Regions from separate parts of the Danio rerio genome. Here region 1 is linked to region 2. Evidence: chromatin contacts called from public Hi-C data. All regions are on one chromosome and are shown on one strand. The core of a region is the stretch at or near the end of the contact, and the rest is flanking DNA. Distances in the headings are between cores, read along the strand shown.

What was found. A called contact is a pair of places that touch in the nucleus more often than the background predicts.
Region 1: a contact with region 2 is called in a Hi-C map of hematopoietic stem cells, with 1.6 times the contacts expected there. The contact joins two enhancer-like sites. A contact is called at or near these places in 3 of 18 Hi-C or Micro-C datasets (caudal fin, hematopoietic stem cells and an unstated tissue).

Annotation. Positions count from the first base shown.
Region 1 is chr24:29,138,312-29,142,067 of GRCz12tu, reverse strand. plcxd2 (phosphatidylinositol-specific phospholipase C, X domain containing 2) reads left to right here. Exons shown (of 4, transcript XM_073940764.1): 4 at 2,999-3,630. The coding sequence ends at 3,152. Among named protein-coding and RNA genes, the nearest start is that of phldb2b, 8.3 kb to the right of the region's middle. Within about 2 kb of position 1,282, at least 6 of the 62 cell types and tissues checked have an H3K27ac peak or open chromatin away from gene starts, as enhancers often do.
Region 2 is chr24:29,018,465-29,022,302 of GRCz12tu, reverse strand. mtmr6 (myotubularin related protein 6) reads right to left here. Exons shown (of 14, transcript NM_199791.1): 14 at 1,880-2,810. The coding sequence ends at 2,490. Among named protein-coding and RNA genes, the nearest start is that of amer2, 14 kb to the left of the region's middle. Within about 2 kb of position 2,587, at least 4 of the 62 cell types and tissues checked have an H3K27ac peak or open chromatin away from gene starts, as enhancers often do.

The DNA of each region.
Region 1 (3,756 bases), core at 33-2,532, 120 kb before region 2:
TTTGTTATTTAAAAACAGCTGAGCAGTTTTTTTTTCAGCTTTTTTTCAAACAGAAAGTTCCTTCAGAACGGAATTGATATGAAGTAGAAATCTTTTGTGACAATATAAATGTCTTTAGCAACACTTTTGATAATTTATTCATTTATACTTTATTTTACTAAGATATTAAAAAAATCTGTATTTTTTAGATATACAGGCACCATGCTTTTGAATGGAATTAATTTACTCACTTGTTAATAACTATTGATAATAATAATAGTAGTAATAATAGTAATAATAATAATAATACTAATAAATAATAATTCTTTCATACACAGCAAACCAGTAAATTAGAATGATTTCTTAAGGATTATGTGATAACTTTTGACCAGTAGTGTGTACAGAAAGCAAAATCATGTACCCTCATGTGAAATTTTCTACGTTTAATACCTAATTGGGGTTTGATTGAGATTATTCCAACACATTTAGTAACATAATAGCTTTAATAACTAATTTCTAATAACCTATTTCTTTTGTCTTTGTCATGATGACACTACATAATATTTAGGTTATATTGCAACTAGTATTCAGCTTAAAGACCAGTTTAAAGGCTTAGGTTAATTCGTTTAACTATGGAAGTAAGGTTAATTTGTGGTAAGTCACTGAACAACATTGGCTTATTCTATAGCCAATTAAAATAAAATGATCAAAGAGGCTAATAATATTGAGCATACAAACTATTTTTAAAAATGAAAATTTATATATATATTAAAATATATAATATGAAATGCTGTTACAATTTTCTTGCTCTGGAGTTTAAAAAGCACTTTAAACAATAATTACAAATTTACAGGAGGGCTGATTTTTTTTTTCTTTAACTGAATATTCCAGCAGTCTGTACTGTACTGGTCATTTTTGTTGTAGTAATATTAAAACCCTCCACTAGGTGGCATGCTCACCATCAATGCACATTTGAAAAGCAGTCTCAGGATCAGACAGAGAAACACTTGTTAAACAAACACAACCTATAATCACACTACAGGATGGAATAATGTCCCATAACCTACTAACTGGACTCCTTTTAAACAAGGCCTCTCGTAAAATTCGCAAACACCTATAAATTCAGTGCTTACTTTTAATCTACCGGTTTATGCAAAAATAAAGCATGCACAGTCTAGAAAATATATATTGAAGTGTCATATTTAGTGGCACATATATTCATCATCTCAGAAGTGTGGAGCCATGTGCTGTGTTTTAGCGGACATCCTTATGAGACGGCTGTCTCGGAGGAAGCTGGGTAAATCTGCCTGAGTGTGGAAGTTGGATTGTTTGTTATTCCAGGATAAACACAGTCTGAGCTTCCCATTTCCTGGTTTTGTCCGGGCCGCTGCTGCAAATGACTGCTCTGTTTATTTCTATTCAAAGTTGACTCGGCTGGCCTGAAATAAAGCTAACATACTTATTGCTAATATGTTAACAGCTCCCTGTAGACAGCTTTTGAGGTTTTATTTTGATATGTATGTGTATTTATGCAGCTCTATACAAAATACACGACTATTTTAAATGATGTGCTGCAATATTTTTAAAGGCAAGTCACAAGAAAGAAAAATAGGGTTCAAAATAACATTAAAATAATCACAATTATTTCCCCAGTTGTTTGATTGCAATAAGAACTGCAAATTAGTTTTCTAAAATTGTTTAAATGACAAGTTTTCTGTTATGTTTCAGCAAGTACACTCTAATTCGAACATTGTACAGTCAAGTTTGTAAGAACATTACATTGTCAAGTTTAAAAGGATTGTTTTTATGAACCCCAAAACCTCAAAACTGTCATCTGCATTGCAAAAAGGATTATAATAATAAAAAAACATTGCATTTTTGTACTGCCTCATCTTAAATGTCTCTAATGCTCACCAGACCTCATTTATTTGATCATAATTTAAGCAAAATCCGCAATATTCTGAAATTTTTTAAAGATTTTGCTATTCTGAGTGTGCTACAGACCATCTGCAGCGCAAGGATAAAGAATGAGCAATGGATTTGCTATTTAAACAACATAGTGCAAAGCGCGAAAATAGCGTTGGTCTGAAAATAGCAACAAATTGCGTCAAACAGGTCTTGTGCTTTATTGCGCAGGGTGTATGATAGGGCACCATATCCTATATTATTATAAATAAATAAATAACATTGTGTATTTATGAAGTGAGTGGGCTTAACAAACCACCAGTAGAAACACTCTTATCTCTCCTCTAGCACTAAACAGTTCTTTTGCATAATCAGCACTTCTTGTGTGTACTGCCTTTTCTTGTTGAGTCATTGAATGCCTCCTAAATTGTAAGTTGCTTTGGACAAAAGTGTCTGCTAAATCAGGGGTTCTCAAACATTTCAGCCTATATGACCCTCAAAATAATAATTCCAGTGACCCCCAATATCCTCTGAGGTGTTTATAAATATATAAACCATGCATGCAATAGCGCATGACCTTCCTCCAAATTCAGTCATGGTCTTTATGTTTAATGTATGTGAGCGTCGTAAAGCTGTTAGAAAGTTTAACCTGTTGTCATAAAGTCAATTTGATGCATCTGACTTTAATATAACTATTATTTTTATATTCTATATGTTATGGATAAAATATGGCAATGATAATGCTGTAGAATTCTAATACCCCACCATTGTCCTGTGACTAAATGTAAAATATCTTAAAGGTCCAGCTTTCTATTTAAATATATTTTACCATTATTAAAATATATTTTTAAAATAAAATATTTTACAACTTTTACCAGTGAAATAGGTTAATATATATTCCCAAAATGGCAACCTGAATCCTCAGTGTCACAAGATCCTCCGGCAATCAATCTAACATGTTGATTTGCTGCTCAAGAGAACTTTACATCCTATAGTCAATGTTTAAAACTGCTGAATATTTTTCTGGAAGTTAATTTCTGATGACTAGATAGCTTAAAAGAAGTATTTTTTATAAAATATGCACTACCGAGCGTTTCTGTTGTTTCTGTTTCAGGAACCTTCCAACCATAATGACATGGGTTGAAGCACAGAAGCCTGGCAAAGATGGAGTCAATATCATTACGTCAGACTTTGTAGAACTTGTGGACTTTGCAAACACCGTCATCAAGTTAAACACCCTCCTCATTAAGGATCGGGATACCAAATGACCATTTTGGAGACCACCACGAAAAACTAAAGGCATGCTTACCATGAATCACATGGAATTACATATGAGCTCAACACTTTTATATTTAAGTGCCATCAGCCTTTGGAACTGAGAAGTTTCTTTATTTATACACAGGTTTTCACCTACATTGTGTATTTGTTTATAGTTTTAGCAGATTTGAATAAATATTTTGAAAAAATGTTGTCATATAGAACATGTTGTGTGTATATAATAGTATCAAAGTAATATGAACAGGGTCATTGAGCTTTAATTCACATAGTAATAAGGAAAGTTGCTCATATTTGAAATTGATTCAACAATGGTTGATGTACACACATGATGTGCCCTCATTTTATGGTCTTTATTTGTGTTTTTCTAGGGGACGTATGCGAGTCAGTCGCAGCAGAAATCTCTATTTAGAAGTTTTGTTTTTTTGCTTATATTTTCTTAGAAATGTAGCAATAAAATAAAAAATGCCTGGATGGATGATAACTTATTATTCAATTACTGCATCATTAAAGGATGTGCTTTAACAATTAATGAAAAATGTATAGTAAAACAACAAACTTAAAAACTGAATTTTGTCTTTGCATTTTTAAAAAGTT
Region 2 (3,838 bases), core at 1,338-3,837:
TCCAACTGCTCGTTAACGCAGATTTCTAATCAGCCAATCACATGGCAGCAACTCAATGCATTTAGGGATATAGACATGGTCAAGAAGATCTGCTGCAGTTCAAACAGAGCATCAGAATGGGGAAAAAAGGAGGATTTAAGTGACTTTGAACTAGGCATGGTTGTTGGTGCCAGACGGGTATTTTAGAAACTGCTGATCTACTGGGATTTTCACACACAACCATCTCTAGGGTTTACAGAGAATGGTCAGAAAAAGAGGAAATATCTAGTGAGCGGCAGTTCTGTGTGGTCAGAGAAGAATGGCCAGACTGGTTGGACCAAAGGCAACAGTAACTCAAATAACCACTTGTTACAACTGAGGTATGCAGAAGAGCATCTCTGAACACACAACTGTGTCGAACCTTGAAGCGGATGGGCTACAGCAGCAGAAGACCACACCGGGTGCCACTCCTGTCAGCTAAGAACAGGAAACAGGCTACAATTCGCACAGGCTCACCAAAATTGGACGAAAGAAGATTGGAAAAATGTTGCCTGCTCTGATGAGTCTCAATTTCTGCTGCGACATTCGCATGGTAGAGTCAGAATTTGGCATCAACAATATGAAAGCATGGATCCATCCTGCTTTGTATCAATGGTTCAGGCTGCTGGTGGTGATGTAATGGTGTGGGGATATTTTCTTGGCACACTTTGGCCCCATTAGTACCAATTGAGCAGTGTCAACGCGGCAACGCCACAGCCTACCTGAGTATTGTTGACCATGTCCATCCCTTTATGACCACAGTGTACGCATCTTCAGATGGCTATTTCCAGCAGGATAATGTGCCATGTCATACAGCGTGAATCATCTCAGACTGGTCTCTTGAACATGACAATGAGTTCACTGTACTCAAATGGCCAACACAGATACCAGCTCTCAATCCAATAGAGCACCATTGGGATGTGGTGGAAAAGGAGATTCACATCATGGATGTGCAGTCCACTAATGTGCAGCAACTGCACGATGCTATCATGTCATTATGGACCAAAATCTCTTAGGAATATATTTCCAGTACCTTGCTGAATCTATACCACGAAGGATTAAGGCAGTTCTGAAGGCAAAAGCAGGTCCAACCCAATTAGGTGTATCTAATAAAGTGGCCAGCGAGTGTATATCATTTTTCACTGGCCCAGCTGAAAAATAATAAATAAATAAGCAAAATATGTAACATTCTAATAAATCATTTGCTATATAGCATTCTTACAAAATTTCACAAATCTTAATTCCAATTTTAGTATTACAGAAGAAACTGTTAGCTTAACTGGTAACACTTTACAATAAGAGTGCATTAGTTATTGTTAATGTATTTCTAACCTGAACAAACACCACATTTATTACAGTATTTATTCATCTTTGTTAATATTAGTTAATAAAAATAACCTCACGCGCACCTCAAAGCATGAATTTGGATTTTAATAATGCATTAGTAAATGTTGAACTATGATTAGTTAGTGCTGTACTACTATTGTTCATTCTTAGTTCATAATATTAAATACATCAAGTAACATTAACTAATGGAACCTTATATTGTAAAGTGTGACCTCTTAAAGAAATTTTAAACTATTAATAAACAACTAAGCAAATTACTACCAAAAACACTAATAAATACAGCAGAACAAATGTACAGATGAAAACAGCGCTTACCATTCTTCAGGTAGATTTAACAGTATTTTTGTCTTCTGGTATTGATTAATCAATGTTATCATTTTCAGAGATTTCTCCCTCAATCGTTCACGTTAGTCTGTGAAAAGCGATATTGCATTGTTTCAAATACTGCAGTAATGATTATAAATGCAAAAACGACAACAGTGCGAACTCGTGAAAAAAAGATCTGAGTCACAAATCCATCAGCTCTTCATTTAATCTTTTTTTTTAGTGCTATAGACATCCTTTAAAAAAATCGGGCGAACGAAACAAAAAACAAGCTGTAGATGATGACCAAAATGGCATTTGAATCGACAGATATAACAATGAATTTACATTAAAGGATCCACCTCTGAATTGATCTCTTCATCTATTGTACATGAGAGCAATGCAATCACGTAAACAGCTCACATAAAAACATACATACACACACACCTTGGTTATGGTGGTTTATGAGGACTCTCCACAGGCGTTGTATATCCTATACTGTCAAAAAAGCTTATCATATGGCCTTACCCTACCTCTAAACCCAACCCTCATTTTTTATGTAAATAAATTCTATTAGGTATAATTTTTTTACACAATTTTGAATTATGAGGACAGAATGTGCATCCTCGTAAACCATATAAACATTATAATACCTACAGTATTCATTAAACAAATTTTATGTCCTCAAAAACCACAAAAACCAGCACACATACGCACGCAAACAAACATCCTCTCTCTCACTACAGAGTTTACAAATCTTGATCATCTCCAGTCCACCTGCAATCCTTGAATCTGAAAAAATGAGCTTGTGTGTCGTGTCTTTAGCAGGTCATTCTGGCAACCCCGAACTCCAGCGTGACCATGGCTGGTTCGTTCCTGGAGCCGAATGATCCAGGCAGCTCTGTATAAGCGTTCTCTGTGGCACTGCTGCCCTCTACAGTCCGTTCTCCTCCAGTGAGAGCTGGTGGATCCTCTCGGGCCTCCTCTGCAAACATCTCCTCATCCTCGTCCTGCTGCACGTCCTTTCGGCCTAGAAGAGGAGCGCCCAGAATGAGAGAGCGAGGTCGGGGAGGGAGGCTGCGCTCTCTCGGGGGCGTCTGGGGCTTCAGTGGAGACGTGCTCACACCTAAATTCTGCAGCTTCTGTGGAAACAGAAAAGGAGGAGATACATCATTTCAGGTGAAGGGTATCTGCAGCTTTCTAAAAGTTATTTTTAAGACTTTTTAAGACCAATTTCATGGTACTGAATTTGCAAAAAAAACATCCAAAACAGCTTCTAACAAATTGCCGTTAACAGATCTTGACCCCGGTGGAAAATTAGGCTTGTGTAAACCTAAACCCCAAGGTTCTTATTCATTTATTTATGTACAGGTTGACGCAGCTTACAGGTTAACTCATAATCTATTATATAGTCCCAATCTCTGCGTGCATAAACAAAATTCCTGTGTTTTTACAGGGTTCTGCCCATTTCATCTGGGTGACAAATAGACGGATAAAAAGATTTTAGGTAGATTTCAAAACAGAAACAAAATCCTTTTTACAGGGTCAGTTTGATCACATTTTTAAGACCTTTGAGACACAGATTTAATTTATCTTAAGACTAATTAAGGCCTTATTTTTATACTAAGGAATTTAACACTTTTTAAGGATCCACAGACACTCTGAGGTGAAAGGAGACTATCACAGTAAGAACAATGTAAGAATCCTTTCCAGACCTTAAAACATGGCCAGACTACAAGCTGTTTCTTGTATGTAGCAGATATTTTGACAATTATATAATTTTGATAATTATATATAAGTAAACTCGTCTTATAATTATGAAGTAAAAATCTATGTGCATAATTCTGAAAGTTAAGTCAATGGGTTTAGTGACTTCGTAAAAGTAAAGTCAACTTTTAAGGCAACGGGTTTACTTACTTTTTCAAAGTAAAAATAGGCTTTTTACGTGTCCTGTGCATACAGTTGAAGTCAGAATTATTAGCCCCCCTGAATTATTACACCCAGTTTATTTTCTTCCCCAATTTCTGTTTAGTGCAGAGCAGATTTTTTTCAACATATTTCTAAGCATAATAGTTTTAATAACTCATCTCTAATAACTGATTTATTTTATCTTTGCCATGATGAAATAAAATTTTGCTAGATATTTTTTAAGACACTTCTATAAGCTTAA